2 separate regions of the Oryctolagus cuniculus genome follow, and region 1 is linked to region 2. A link is a contact called in public Micro-C data. All regions are on one chromosome and are shown on one strand. Each heading gives the region's core, a stretch centred on a gene start, on an enhancer-like site or on the middle of the called end of the contact. The rest is flanking DNA. Distances are from core to core; before and after follow the strand shown. Region 1 holds the start of COL15A1 (collagen type XV alpha 1 chain). Region 2 has its middle 40 kb from the start of GALNT12.

Region 1 (7,252 bases), core at 3,193-5,692, 80 kb after region 2:
CCCAGCCTTGCTAAGTTCTTCCCAAACCAGAGGTTGGGGTGCTTCTCACAAATTTCTGTGCTCTTTGCAGTTGCTTGAGACAGTTTGGAGAATGCGCTTGGAGACTGAGTTTTCTGGAACATTTGGATGGATTATAGGAAAATGAAACAGCCCATTAATGTCGTCGAGTGGTGGAAGAGCCAGTCTCCACACGTCCAGTCTTGCAGAATGTACTGACCGAGGTAAACAATTTAGACCAACGTGGGCCTGACATGAAGCTTCCTCTTGGCTATTTCGACAACTGCACATTGAATGGAAGGAAATCGCTTAAGCCCTCAAAACACTGTCTGGCAGGAGGTGAAATGCCTTCCTTGGCTTCCCGCCCCATCCCTCCTACACCCACAGCTGGGACCACGCGGCTCCCAGGCCAAGACCCTCCCTGCCCTCCATCAGTCTGTGTTTATAATTCCACCTCCAGGCCAGACTCCAAGAGGAAAGCCCTCGCGCCTATGAGCACAGGCTGGCTTGCCAGGTGGCGCAGGTACAAAACCAGTAACGGGAGTGTACATCTGTTTCCAGGCATGTGTCAGGAGAAAGGGACCGTGGGCCTTGCATCTTTAGATCCCAGAGAACTGGGAGCTGTCAGATCCTTACACAGAAGCAGCAACACATGAACTGTGCACACAGGATTTCCCTGTAGGAGAAGGAAAGGAGCCTGCTACCTTCCGCATCAGTGTCTTAGACTGACAAACAAGACCGGGAGCAGGCCCCCCAACTAAAATGCAGTTTCGCCTTCGCCCTTTGGGGAACACACGTAATGAGTTGGGCCAGGTTCGTTTCATTAAGGTACCTGAATTTTTGTTTCTGTCAATGTGGACACATTTTATTTGCATATTAAACATGTAAAAATATGTTTTTCCAGGGAGGTGCTGTGGCACAGCGGGTTAAAGCCCTGGCCTGGGGCACCGGCATCCCATATGGGCGCCAGTTCTAGTCCCGACTGCTCCGCTTCTGATCCAGCTCTCTGCTATGGCATGGGAAAGCAGTGGAGACGGCCCAAGTCCTGGGCCCCTGCACCTGCATGGGAGACCCGGAAGAAGCTCCTGGCTCCTGGCTTCGGATCGGCACAGCTCCGGCCACTGCAGCCATCTGGGGAGTGAACCAGCGGATGGAAGACCTCTCTCTCTGTACCTCACTCTTTCAAATAAATAAAATAAATCTTAAAAAATATGTTTTTCCCATTTTTCCTTAAACACCCTCTTCTATCTTTGGTTGACTTATTTCCAGCAGGAACCCGAGTGCTCTACGCCACTTTTTCTTATAAGCAAAGGTAAAAAGTGTGGTGATAAACAACAGTTGATTTTTAGCCTTGGTGTGAGGACAAAACGGGATAGTGGGGACTGTGGCAAACTGGAGAATATTGTCTTAACTGAAGGCAGTAGCTCCTATCCAATGCCAATCCATTGTTGGCATAGGGAATGTAGGCCTTTTGTGGTCAAGTTTTTCAAACATTCAGAGAGAAGCAAGAAATCCAGATTTTAATGTGCAACTTCCTATTTATTGAACATTGCTAACTAATTTAATTAGGAGGTTGACACCGTGCAGGCCAAACAAAACATGTCTTTCATCCAAATAGAGTCCAGTGCCACCAGTTTACCATCTCTGGTCCAAACAGAGCCATGGAACTCTTATGCAGTCATGGTAGCTGTGGCTTTTTCAAAGAAGTATAGAAATATAGCTCTGGGGAAGGCAATTGTATTCCCAGTTGATGTGGTATTTTGCAAGCAACAGGGAAAGCAAGAACTAAGACAGCGAATTCCCTGTGGTTAGCAGTTCGTAATAAGGGTAATCCCACCAGAGCATGGCGGCAAGCGGGACGGGTTCTTGGAGAACGTGAAGAGATTGAGGAAGAGGCACAGTGGCCAATCTGTTAGGATACGCTTTGCCTTATGGGATGGCCTCACGTGGGGCCACCCTAGCTCTGGAGCGGCTTTGTCTGCTCGTGCCTCCATCCCTTAAGAGCCTTGTCTGGGGTCCTGCCTCTTTCTGGGCAGGTGCCCTCCTCCCCAGGCGTCAGCCCCGATGGTGAGAGTATCATGGGCATGGCCACCTCCACTTTCCTAGAAGCTTCATCCTGTGCCAGGCACCCTAGTAAACGCTTTCTAGCTCAGCAACACCTTGACTCTTCCCCTTAACCTCGGAAGAAAGACGTTTTCTCCACCTCATCTGGCGGATTCACCCCTGTTTCTCAGAACTCACAAACAACAGAGCCAGGATCCAGTCCAGGCAGACCAAGCTTGCAATTCCTGCGCACCCTGCAGACTCCTGTGTGCCAAGTGTCCGGTCCCCAGGGACGGGGAGCTCACTACCTTAGAAGGCTCCTCAGATTCCACATGGATGCCACAACACTGCAGACGGTTCTGCCCTCCTCGGATAACTTTCCTGGCCTGCCAATCTGTCACTCACTGGGGAGATGAGTTCTAAGTTGCATGCTGAGCTGCGCCTGTTTCCCCATGAACAAAATGGAGATGCAGAGAGGTGGCTGGATCAGGTTTCTGGGGTGCCAGTCTGCTCAGGGAGCACCCCTGACCTCACGCGGTCTGCAGGGCCCTGGGCATCCTGCCCACTGGCCTGCCATGGCAGGTCTCTGCCTCAGCACCTCCCCGGCTGCGGGGGGCCCTCTCCAGCCCGGAGTGGGGCGGTTCTTACGTGGGTACTGCTTGCAAAAGTACCCCTGTGAACACAGCCTTCCTCTCCTTCTGAATAGTCCCCAAGCCCCTGGCCGCCCCCCAGCCTGGTTTCGCGTCACTTACTCCAGGAAGTCTCTCTTGACTTCTCCAGGGCTTGCTGGTTACTCCCTTTCTGAAAAACTTTTACATGCATTGTAGGCTCTGTCCTTCATGCCTGTACAGCTCTTGGCAGTGGCCAGCGCAATGTGGGGCTACGAGGTAGCTCACTGAGAGACTCACAGCCACCATCCAGATCACAATCATTACACAGGTGGAGAAATAAAAAAAAAAATCTGACATACAGCAGGACTTGCCCAACTCACTGTGCAGCCAGGACCAGAACCAGACTGGGGTCAAGGCTGCAGCTCCCCAGGGCAGCGGGCCCTCCTCCGAGCCCTCATGACCTGGGCTGGCATTAACTCTCTCATGCCTGAGTACTGTGTCCAGTGCATTTTAGCTCACAGGGGTAGGGAGCAGGCCTCAGGTCTCATCCTTTTGTTCACAAATTGGCAATGTGGCTAAATGGTGAGGAACATGTGTGCTGGCACCCTACCCACTAGCCTGGGCACGTTTTTAGCCACAGCTTCTTCATCCATGAAAAGGGGGGGGGGTGGTCATTACAGTACCACCTTTCCAGGGCGATGGTGGGGATTACACGAGATAACACAGGCAAAGCATTTAGCACAGGGCCTGAGACAAAACCCACGTCCAGTGTATGTTAACTGCCATGGTCATCGCCATGGCCACCTCAAGCGACCTTTTCACTTGGCAGGTGGAGTGACGTGTCCACTAGAGAATGTGCCATGGTACCGAATGAAACCATGCAATTGGGGCACCAGGAGGAGAGGTTCCTGGCTTAGCCTGGCTTCATAAAGGTCCAGGTCAAAGCTGTCTTTGGCGGTGCCACCTCTCACCCCAAAAGTCCTACACAATAACATTTTTAAAAACTTTTTTTATTTGAAGAGGCTGGGAGAGGTGGGAAGAGAGAGACAGAGAGATTTTCCATCCACTGGTTCACTCCTCAAATGCCTGCAACAGTCAGGCTTGGGCCAGGCCAAAGCTGGGAGCCAGGAACTCCATGTGGATCTCCCACATGGGTGGCAGGGACCCAAGTCCTTGGGCCATCTTCCCAGGGTGTGCATTAGCTGGATCAGCAGCAGAGGCTGAACATGCACCCAGGCCCTCTGGTAGGGGGACGCCACGTCCCAGGCAGCAGCTTAACCCATGGCACCGCAAGGCCTACCCTCCTTGGTAGCAATCTTAGAAACAAAACACCCCCCTTCGAGGGTTTCCCCAGCTTTGTGCTAAGCTCTGTACAGAGGGCTAGGCTGCACCCCTGTCCCCACTGAAGCCAGCCAGACTCCTCTCCCCTACAGCCTGTCCCAGGGCCCGGGCGGTGAGGTCTCCTACAAACCCATGCTTCTTCCTTCATCCCAGGGTCATCGGGGTCTCCTACTTGAGCTGAGAACAAAGCAGAGAGACACCCTTGTCCTCCAGGAGTTTACCTTACGGGGACGGGGACGGGCTAGCTAAAGAGAGGGCCGCCTGGAGAACCAGGACTTCATGCCCCGCCTGGGTGCGCCCACTCCTGCGCGTTCGAGTAGGTCCGCGAGCCCCGCGCGCTGGGTGGGGCGCAGCACGCGGGAGCTCAATCCAGCGGGTGACACTCGCTCCTCCTCTCTGAGCCTCAGTCTCCTCGTCTGTCATATAAGGAAATCACAGTGAGCCCAGGCTCTCTGCGCTGTGGCGAGGGAAGCGGTTGGTCCGCGGGGCGGCCCCGACCGGCACGGACTGGACGGCGGGAAGCAGCCGCGTCCCGCGTGCCCGGAGCAGCTCGGACGCGGGGCTTTGGTTGCCACCCGGAGTGGAGAGCGCGCGGGAGAGCGCGCGTGTGTGGCAGGGGAGAAAGGGGCGTGGGGAAGCGGCCGTCGCGGCGGGACTCCCCGGGGTGAGAGAGCGCTCTGGCTGCCCGAGGTGGGGCGCAGCGCGCGGGCGAGCGCAGGGCGCGGCGGAGTCGGGTTTCAGAGCGCGGGTGACTCAGGGCGCGGGCGACTCCGGGCGCGGGCCAGGAACCGGGATCCTGCCCGCCGCAGCCGCCGAGCGCCGCCTTTGTTCGCTGCAGGAAGGGCGAGCGCGGCGGCCAGCGCTCAGCGCCCCTCGGCCTCCGGGGAGCTCCGGGACCCCGCAGACCCGCGAGATGGCGCCAAGGTAGGACCCGCTTCCCCGAGCCCCGGGCCCCTCCTAGCCTCCTGCCCGCCTCACTTTCTCTCCCTCGGCTACTTCTTGCAGAAAGAACGGGCAGGGCTGGCGCCTGCTGTGGCTGTTGCCGCTCTCCGCGCTCCTCTCCGCTGTCACTCAGACCCGCGCGGCGACAGGTAAGCGACCCGGCCTGAGGGTGGCACCGGCTGCCTCTGCGCCCTGGGGAAGTCGGTTCTGGGCGGCGGGCGCGGCTGCGGTGCGCGCTTCATTCCTGGACATAAAAGGGAGTCCTCGGCTCTCCGTGCGCGCTGGCGGTCCTGCCCGCCGCTTCCTCCTGGCAGTGCGGGGCTTCCAGCCGCGAATCGGAGCCCCTGGGCAGCCGGGGCGGTGGAGCCCTGTGTGAGAGCCGGAGGTGTCCGAGCTGGGAGCGGCTCCTCCAGCCCTGGGCGAACAGGGACCTAGGCAGCACCGCGCCCGCGCCGGCGGCGACCGTTAGCCTGGCGCGCACCGCGCCCGCGCTCAGGTCGTGCGCACAGGGTTGGCTCCCGGGAAGGAGCGGTCAGGTGCCCTCTCCGTGCACAGGTGCGACTGCAGCACGACCGCAGCTGGGTCACCTGGCACCTCTGCCGCGCCAGAAATAACGGACCCGAGTCGCTCTTTTGCTTAACTTAGCGCCCAGTTACCTAGGGAGCCCCACCCTAGGGAGTGGTGGGTAGAGGAGCCACGGATGATGGAAAGAACTGGGGGCCGGGGGCCAGGGGATGTGATCCCTTCTGTGTGCGGGGACTGTTTTCCCACCAAGGCTCGGAGGGGGTCCCATGGCTAGAGTGGGATTTGCGTTGAAATGGGTTTTGGTAAGGGGTGTGAAATGGGTTTGGCTGAGGGATCTTGGCCACTGGAGTTCACCTCCTGTGCCTCGGTTTCCTTCTCTGAGTAAGGAGGATAACTTGACCGACTTTCCTGCTGGGGATGCTGTGAAGGGAATGTACCTGGCACATGCCAGGCACAAAATCAGGATCGAAATGACCGCTTGGCCTATGCAATGTGTACGTGATGGAAAGCAATGCAGGCGTTGTTGCAACACTGAGTTTGAGGCGCGTAGGGAGTGGCCCATCCAAAAGCCAGGCCCTTCCCCATGCAGCTTTGCAAAACTGTGCTCTTCCAACAGTGGCTTCTGACCACATTTGGATTTAGGGGATTAGTTCACAGTCTCAATGCAGTAAGGAAATGGGAAACAACCCTTAGTCTCCTGAAAGAAACTGGGGATGGAGCCAGTGGCCTTGATGAACTCTTTGTGTACTTGAAGCAGCCCTGAGCACCCCGGGCTGTTGTCTCCTGGGGAGCAAGACCCAGACGTGATGGTGGCTTTTCCTGCCAGAGTGTCCAGCCTGGTGCTTCTTGCAGATCAACGGGCAACTGGAGCGGAGTTCTGGCTTCCCAGCACCATGGCCCATGTCGGGACATTGCAATTTTGCATGTGATCGAGAGCACTGCCAACTCGCCAGCGAGGGGTAGCGTGGAGTTGCATGGTCTTCTGTGACCTTTGTTGCAACCTGCCCGTCCCCCCCAAAGGAAGAGACCCCTGGGGCAAGACCCTCTGGTGTGGCCTTCTCCTTCCTCCTCCTGCACCAGTGGCCCTCACCGCCAGCTCAGAACCATTGTTTCCCACACGGAGGAAGTCCTGTTCCCATCCATAACACAGAAAGGGAGGGCCTGGAAACCCTCGGAGTGGAGCAGGGTCTGGGGAAGGCCACTTGTAGTCATGCCCCTTTGGGAATCTGAGGGGAATTACTAGAAACGTGAGCTGTGCTTTGGCAAGCCGGATATAGGATGCAGTTTAATATGCCTGACACTTAGGAAATACTCCTTAGGTTCAGGCTGATGTGTGCACATGTTTAGATTTCATTCATGCAACCCTCACCATCACATGTTACTACGTCAGCTGGGGAAGCCGAGGTGCACATCGCCAGCCTCCCACATGACGGGGTAGGGTTTGAGCCAGCCAGGCTACCTCCAGAATCCTTGCCCTTCACCATCCTGGTCTTCAGTCGGAGGCACTTCATAGCTGGAGAAGGTTTTAGAGGCCCTCCAGTGGTCAGTAAACCCCGCCATCCCGGTGTCACTGTCACTGTCGTAACATGCGTCCCCTGTGTCTGTGTGGCATTGTGCAGTCTATAAAGCACTTAGCCTTCACCAAGTCATGAGAGCCACCACCTGGTAAGTCTGGCTGCACCCTACAGAGGACACAGGGAGAGTGTGTGGCTTGTAACAGGCTCGGGCCATGACAGGCCTCCCCCATCTGTGGATTGCAAGACTGGGGCTGTTTCTCCCATGGGGCCATTGCT
Region 2 (7,702 bases), core at 4,977-7,476:
CTGGAGTTTTTTCCTTCAGCCCTGTGAACCGTGGGGATGGGGTCCTAGAATCTTCACAGCTTTGACTGAGGAGTCACCGGTTCGTTAGTACTCGCACCTGTTCTGCCTTCTGAGGTTGTGGCTTCATCTCCCAGCAGTTCGGTTTGAAGCATCGTGTGATGGGTTTGTGTGGATCCCACGTGGGGATCGTTGAGCTTGGGGGAATGTAATTTAATGTTTCCAAGTTGGGAAGGTTTCGGCCATATTTCTTCAGAGTCTCTTTTGTGCCTTCCTTTGTCTTCAGGCTGGACGATTTCTGTTGCTCTGTCTTGACGCTCGCTGACTACTTCTGCCTCCTCCCCAGCCTGTCTGGTCACTCCTTGTCCCGAACCCTTCGGCCCTGGACAGCCATTAGGTTCTGTGGAGATTCCTCGTATATGGACTCGTTGTTAGGACATCTTCCTTGACTTCGGTCCTGTGAGTGTCCTGGTAATGGCTGGTTTTGTGACTCAGCAGATGGAAACTGGTGCCTGCTCAGACAGTTTCTGTCAGTCAGAGGTGTGGGCGTGGCTTAGCTGGCCAGAGGCTCAGGGTCTCCCAAGGCTGCAGTCACAGGGTCAGCATGGCTGTGGTCTCCTCTGAGGCCCAGGGCGCCTCTCCAAGCTCAGGACCACGGAGCTGAGGACCCCCCGCCAGGTGGCCTCCCCACAGCAGGACAGTTGGGCTCTTTAAGGCCAGCAGCAGCATGCTGGTTACTGATGCTGTTTTAAAAACATATATATTTGAAGGGCAGAGAGACAGACAGGGAGGGAGAGACAGAGAGTTCTTCCATTCTCTGGCTCACTTTCCAAACGCCTGCAACAGCTGGGACTGGGCCAGGCTGAAGCCAGGAGCCGGGAGCTCAATCCAGGTCTCCCCCACGGGCAGCAGGGGCCCGAATACTTGACTCTTCACCTGCTGCCTCCTCGGGTGTGCATTAGTGGGAAGCGGGGACTGGGAGTGGAGCTGCAACTTGAACTGGATTTCCTTAGAGGGTGTGAGTGGCCCAGACAGCATCCTAACCGCTAGGCTAAGTGCCCACCCCTGTTACTGATTCTCATCGCTTTTAAGGGCTCGGTGATTAGGTCAGCCCCACTCAGGATAACTTCCCTTCTATTAGCTCAGAAGTTGGCCGGCTGGGGACCTTGATTACATCTGCACATGTCCTTTACTGCAGAAATAGCCCATGACCCCAGGTCCTTCCACACCTGAGGGGAGGGGATTACAAAGGGTGTGTTCTACAGGGAGTCCTGTCTGGAATTCTGCCTGGCAGAGCCCACGCTCTGGCTGCCAGTAATTCCCGTCCCTTCCACAGACAACACACGTTCACTCTCACGTTTCCTTAGGGCCGGTTCTCCTGACAGCCCGAACTTAAAATCTAACATTTCTTTAGCTTCATCTACATCTCATCAGTTAGGAGTCCAAAATCTACATCAGGTCCAAGTAGAGGTGAGGTTCTTGTGTGTAACTGGGGCAGGAATGGGCACGGGTTGGCAGTTACAGGTACTCTGGCTCAGAGCAGGGCAGAAGTTGGGGTGGGCATTGGGCACAGTGGTTAAGTGGTGCTTGGGAAGCCTGCATCCCCTTTTGGAGTGCAAGGTTCAAGTCCTGGCTCCACCCCCAGTCGCAGCTTCCTGCTGATGTAGACCCCAGAAGGCAGCAAGAGTTGAATCCAATGCTTGGGTTCCTGCAGCCCACACAAGAGACATAACTGAGTGCCCAGTTCCTGACTTCGGCCCTGCCCAGCCCTGGCTCTTGCTGGCATCTAGAGAGAGAGAGCCAGTGAGAAGAAGATCTCTGTATGTTTCTCAGTCTATCTTTTAAATAAAATAAATAAAATTAAAGGAGGGGAGGAATGCAAGGTCAGAAGGAATCCTGAGTCCAAATGGTATTGAGGTCCATCCAGATACTGATTTGACTTTTTTTTTTTTAATATTTATTTGAGAGGTAGAGTTACAGACAGAGAGAGGCAAAGAGAGAGAACCTCCATCTGCTGGTTCACTCCCCAGTTGGCTGCAACGGCAGGAGCTCGGCAAATCCGAAGCCAGGAGCCAGGAGCTTCTTCCAGGTCTCCCATGAGGGTACAGGGGCCCAAGCACTTGGGCCATTTTCTACTGCTTTCCCAGGCCATAGCAGGGAGCTGGATCAGAAGAGGAGCAGCTGGGACATAAACAGGCACCCATGTGGGATGTTGGCAAAGCAGGCAGAGGCTTAACCTACTACGCCACCACGTCAGAGCATTTGAGTTTTCAAAAAGTTGATTGGCTACGGGACCTGGGAATAACCCTCAATGCTGTTGGCTCTTTCCTCTGCGCACTGGTTGCCACCCTCACGGCATCCCTCCCTGTTTATGAAAACGACATGCAAACTGATTTTTTCTTCTCTTAAGATTTATTTGTTTGTTGGGCCACCGCTGTGGCATAGTGGGTTAAGCTGCAGTCTGCAGTGCCAGCATCCCACGTGGCTTCTGGTTCATGTCCTGGCTGCTCCACTTTCTATCCAGCTCCCTGCTAATGCACCTGGGAAAGCAGTAGAAGATGGCCCAAGTGCTTGGGCCCCTGTACCTGCGTGGGAGACCTGGCCTCCTGGCTCCTGGCTTTGCCTTGGCCTAGCCCTGGCCATTGCAGCCATTTGGGGAGTGAACCAGGAGTTGGAAGATTCTTTCTCTCTCTCTGTCTGCCCCACCCCACCTCCATAGCTCTGACTTTCAAATAAATAAATAAATCTTGAAGGAGGAGGGAGGAGGAGAAGAAGGAGAGGGAAAACGCAGAAGTTAATCAGAGGTGCCATGATATGGGATCCGGCGGTGGGCGACCCAAGCAGCGGCTTGACCTGCTTGTGGCGCGTCGCCCGCCCCGCACCTGACCACTTTCATCAGCTAACTTTCTGCCAGTGGAAGACTGGGTCACCAACCACCTCCTTTCAGTTTGTCCTCTCTTTCTCGGCTGGTCCACGCCAGGCACTGTATCTGCTGGAGCTATTTTCTTGCAAACTTTGAAGGTGTTGCTTGGGTGTCGCTGGCTTTTGTTCCTGGAAGATGTCACAACCGCAGCTCTTTCCAAGCCCATCCTTTTCATTGTCATCCTCCTGCTGAGGTGGCAGAGGGACACGGCCTCCCGCTGTCCCCAGCTCAAGGGCGGGGGACACAGCCTCACGCCGCCTCGCCGTCCCTGGCTCGGAGGAAGAACACAGCCTCACACCGCCACGCTGTCCCAGGCTCAGAGGAGGGACAGGGCCTCACACCGCCACGCTGTCCCAGGCTTAGAGGAGGGACAGGGCCTCCTGCCGCCATGCCATCCCGGGCTCAGTAGCAGAGACCTCGAGGTGCACACACCTGTTGCAAGTGTTGTGTGTGAGTGACTATTTTGACCTTCTAACCTTTCCAAGGTTTTAGCACAAGGTTGTGCAGCCCCACACTCTGCCTTTCTCCAGCCCAGGCTGTCTGTAATTCTGATTTCTTCAGCATTTTTTGCCATCTGGAGGGCTGAGATTTTCTCACTCACTCAGCCCTGGTTCATTTTGGGGACACAGTGTTTCCCCCCACTGATCTCGCTCCTCTCCCATCGGGCTGTGGTCAGCAGGAAGAACCCAGGCGGCGTCTCACGTGGAAATCTGCTTCGCTGCCTACAGGTTTCCCCTTGAGAATTCCCGCAGGCCCATGACGCAGCCAGGGCCCCTTCCCGCAGCTTCCAGGAACGCGGCCCTCGCTCCCCTCTGAGCCCCTGCTGGCAGCACCCTCAGCACCCATATTTCCATAAGAAAATCTGTTCAAGGAAAATGCAGACGCCTCAAAATGTCTCCCACCTCCTCCCACGTTTGAGTCATTTGTTGTAGAAGCTTGTCACTCCCAAGTGCCAAAATCCATGCGCGTGTTCGATTGCTCTGTATGCGATGACCACACGTGGAGCAGGTGGGAGCCATGTCTGTTGGTATTTCACGGTAGACCAGGAGTCGGGCCTGCTCAGCTCAGCTGGGTTCTCAGCCCTGGGTCCCACGGACTGACTTGAAGGCAGAGACTGGGACAGCTGGCTCTTCCGAGCCACGGGTCTCCTTCCAGGCTCACTGTTGGCTGGCCACATCCAATTCCTAGTGGTTGTGGGACCGAGACCCTCAGCTCCCAGAGGTTGCCAGCTCAGGGAGAGTCCGCTGCTGGCTTTGGACAAATGAGCTGTCAGGTTGTAAGGCGGCCACAAGGCTGAACAAGAGTGTGGCCTCTAGGAACTTGGCCTGGCCAAGTTCAGGTTGAATGTCTAGAATCAGAAACTATGGCTATTGATGACTATCGGTGTTGCTACTGATTGTTACCCCAGTAGCAATGTAGGTGAGGCAGGAGCATTGGAACCGGGGGCTCAGGGATAACCATCAGATACCCACTTACCATTTGAGAAGATTCCACTTTTGAAAACTAGTAAAAATTCCCAAGAAACTGAGTCTTCATCGTGTGACAAGCTCCTTGGCGAGCAGCTGTCTTAGGCAGCGAGGTTGGAGCTGAGTTTCTGTTGGGCTTCAGTTTCCTGCGTCCCTTGTCTCCTATTTGAGTAATGCTCCTCACCCTTGGGCCTGTAGGGTGGGCATCGCCCAGAGGGGGCCTGGGGTTCTGCATATCTCACACTTCGGCGATGCCATTGCTGCCGGCCTGTGCAAGACACTCCAGTGAGACCAAGAGGGAGAGAAAAAAGGCTGGTGCTTGGCCAGGCAGCCGTGCCTTCCTCGCCGGCGCACACTAGATGGTGGTGTTGGTTCAGCAAATATGATGACGCTTTTGAGGAGGTCAAGTGTACAGGTCAGGAAAAATCCTCCGAAGCAGAGAGGCGTGAGATAGGGGTCCCAGAAGGTACCCCGAGGTCTTCTGGTGCCAAGTGTAACTGACTGGGGAAACTGAGGCTGGGGAGAGAAGGGGCTTGCCTGAGACCACACAGCAAGTTGGGGACAGTTTCTCAGTCAGTACCTGCCATCCATTTGGCAACCAGAGTTCTATATTCGGCCTTGGTTTGTGGCTTTTTGTAGTGTTAGAGTAGTTCTCTCTCTCTATTTTAAATTCTATCTGCAAAATTAGCTTTGCTATGTGATATGCAGTTATAAAATCACATTAGTTTTCTGTCCTGATGAAAAGTTCTGTATAGCACATGGCCTGGTGTTTCCTAGGTCCAATCTATTTTGTAAGGCGTGTGCTGGAAACGCTGGCCCCGTCCAGTCTCCCAGCATCTGTGAGATGTGGTGCCCATGCACCACATTCCTCACGTTTAATCACGAACTGCCTTCCATTCTCATGAGCAATCTCTTCCCCTGACCCTTGCCTCCTAAGAGAAGGCTCAGGAGGGTTCACAGAGGGATCGTGACATGGCACTTGGGACAAGGCTCTGCAGCCCCTGGCCGTTAAGCAGTCTGAGTGAGGAGGGACGAGGCCTGTGTGGAGCATGTGCTGCTGATGTGGCTGCCAGCTGTGGGCCTGGCAAGACCCTGGCAGCTTGGGTTTTCCCCAGGTATTGCTGTGTTGGATCAAATGAGGTCAGTTGGGTGAGGCTCACAGCCTCCCCTTCACCCCTGCTAATAGCAGTAATAATAATAATAATAATAATAGCAATCACTAGAACACCATGTGCACTGTTCTAAGCACTTTGTATACCTGTGCTAATTTAATTCTCAGAACATTCAGCAAGTTGCTAGTGGACACACCCTCCCCACCCCCACCCCCACCATTTAAAGGTGAAGACACGGAGCTGTGGGAGGGTAGGGAACTGGTCTAAGGTCTCAGCTACTGGGGCTGGAGTTGGTACCCAGTCTTTCTTCACAGCTCAGCCAAAATGTCTATGTCCTTTTTAGTTTAATTTAATTTAAAGGAATAGAGATAGAGACAGAGACACCTCTCATCCACTGGTTCATTCCCTAACCAGGCGAAAACCAGGAGCCTAGGACTCTGTCTGGGTCTCCCACACGGGTGGCAGGCACCCAGCTACCTGAGCTGTCACCCACTGCCTCCCTGGCTGTGCCTCGGCAGGAAGCTGGGTCAGAAGTGGAGTGAGGACTTGAACCCAGGGACTCCCGTATGGATTGTGGGCATCCTCAGCAGCCACGTGACCACTGTGCCAGACACCCTCCCTGCTCTGTCCTCCCGCCTTGGCGGAGGGGGGACTCACCAAGTCTCACAGCTGGTTCTGTGTGCCCCAGGGCCATCGGCCACTCGTGCCAACTTTCACACTGTGCCAGACAGAGCGTGGCAGCTTCTGAGAGCCTGTCGTGCCTGCAGAGTGCAGACTAGACCAGGTTTACAGCTCACCAAGGACGTCACTGTTCAAAGTGTCAAGTCAGGAAGAAGACCCGGGACAGGGCTGCAGACACAGTGCCCCCGGGGCCCAGACCTGTTCTTCCATGAGCGGTGTCCAAGTAGAGCTCTGGTTACACCCACACCCATGCCCCGCCCACCTTCTCCTTAAAATGGGGCACAGATGGGAGGCATTTCTTCAGTTTCCCCTTTTGAGTTTCTTGCTCTGCAGCCAGAGAGGCCCACAGCCGGCAGCCAGATCAGCAGCACATGCCCCACACAGGCCTCGTCCCTCCTCACTCAGACTGCTTAACGGCCAGGGGCTGCAGAGCCTTGTCCCAAGTGCCATGTCACGATCCCTCTGTGAACCCTCCTGAGCCTTCTCTTAGGAGGCAAGGGTCAGGGGAAGAGATTGCTCATGAGAATGGGAAGACAGTTCGTGATTTCAGCATCGGACCAAGGGGTTGCCAGATGGGTGTGCCTGTTGGCCAGCTCTAGTCATTAACTGCAGGGTGATTGCAACGCAGCTCGGGGTTCTGCTTGCCAACTGTCACAAAAGGGAGCAAATCACTGGGAAGCGGGCGACCCTCGCAGCCCCCAGCAGCGGTCAGCCAGCCCTGGCTTGCCCACCGCCTGCTGATGGGAAGCCCTCGTTCGACTGGCCAGCCCCTTCTGTTCTTGGGTGGCTTTCCAAGCTGAAATGGGTCTCCTTGTAGCCCTGGATCCCCTCTGAGGCCACCCAGCGTGTCTGCTCTCTCCACCCCAGGACAGCCCCTAGAGGGTCACACAGAGAGGCTGTGTCCCCGAATCTCCTCTGCCCCGGGCGGGCCACCCTGGTTTCTCCATCCGTCCCTGTGGGATGTGGTTTTCACCGGGGTTCAGGAAGGGAGGGCAGACAGACGTTTGCATTCACTCTGCTGCTTTTAACTGACGGTCAAGACTCTGGTCTGCACCCCTGCAGAGGGGTCCCGGCCGGCTCAGGCTGACCCCTGTCCTGAGGGGGATAAAATGACCTTGGTCGGCTGTGGGAAGGGGAGATGGGGAGGGGCACTGGGGCACCTGTGTGTATGTAAGAGAGAGAGGGAGGAAAGAGAGAGAGAGAGAGACCAGAAGAAAAGAAATGGTGTTAAAAACATCCCTTCATTTTCCACAGTAGAAAGCCAGTCATAATGGTCTACAATTGAAAAATCTGGAAAAGCAGGGCTGGTTATGATATTTGAAACACAGAGACAAACACAGAAAGAAAGAGCTGGAAGAGTTGCAAGTAGGGGCTCTCAGGAGGTGAGGAGGTGGTGAGGGGAGGAACAGGGGACCCTAGTTTTTTTTTTTAATATTTTTATTTATTTATTTGACAGATAGAGTTACAGACAGTGAAAGAGAGAGAGAGAGACAGAGAGAAAGGTCTTCCTTCCGTTGGTTCAC

Evidence for each region. Hi-C and Micro-C count contacts between places; a contact is called where the count stands out from the background.
Region 1: a Micro-C map of ear pinna shows a contact between it and region 2, with 2.8 times the contacts expected there. The contact joins the promoter of COL15A1 here to the enhancer-like site in region 2. A contact is called at or near these places in 2 of 6 Hi-C or Micro-C datasets (ear pinna and an unstated tissue).

Annotation. Positions count from the first base shown.
Region 1 is chr1:202,592,295-202,599,546 of mOryCun1.1, forward strand. It overlaps COL15A1 (collagen type XV alpha 1 chain), which reads left to right and starts at 4,443. Exons shown (of 43, transcript XM_051843674.2): 1 at 4,443-4,656; 2 at 4,831-4,916; 3 at 4,998-5,083. The coding sequence starts at 4,906. LOC127484851 (a long non-coding RNA gene) reads left to right here and starts at 166. Exons shown (of 3, transcript XR_011381200.1): 1 at 166-221; 2 at 559-810; 3 at 902-1,207.
Region 2 is chr1:202,511,010-202,518,711 of mOryCun1.1, forward strand. No RefSeq gene overlaps it. Among named protein-coding and RNA genes, the nearest start is that of GALNT12, 40 kb to the left of the region's middle. Within about 2 kb of position 6,227, at least 3 of the 8 cell types and tissues checked have an H3K27ac peak or open chromatin away from gene starts, as enhancers often do. A contact at or near this core is called in ear pinna, where this site is marked.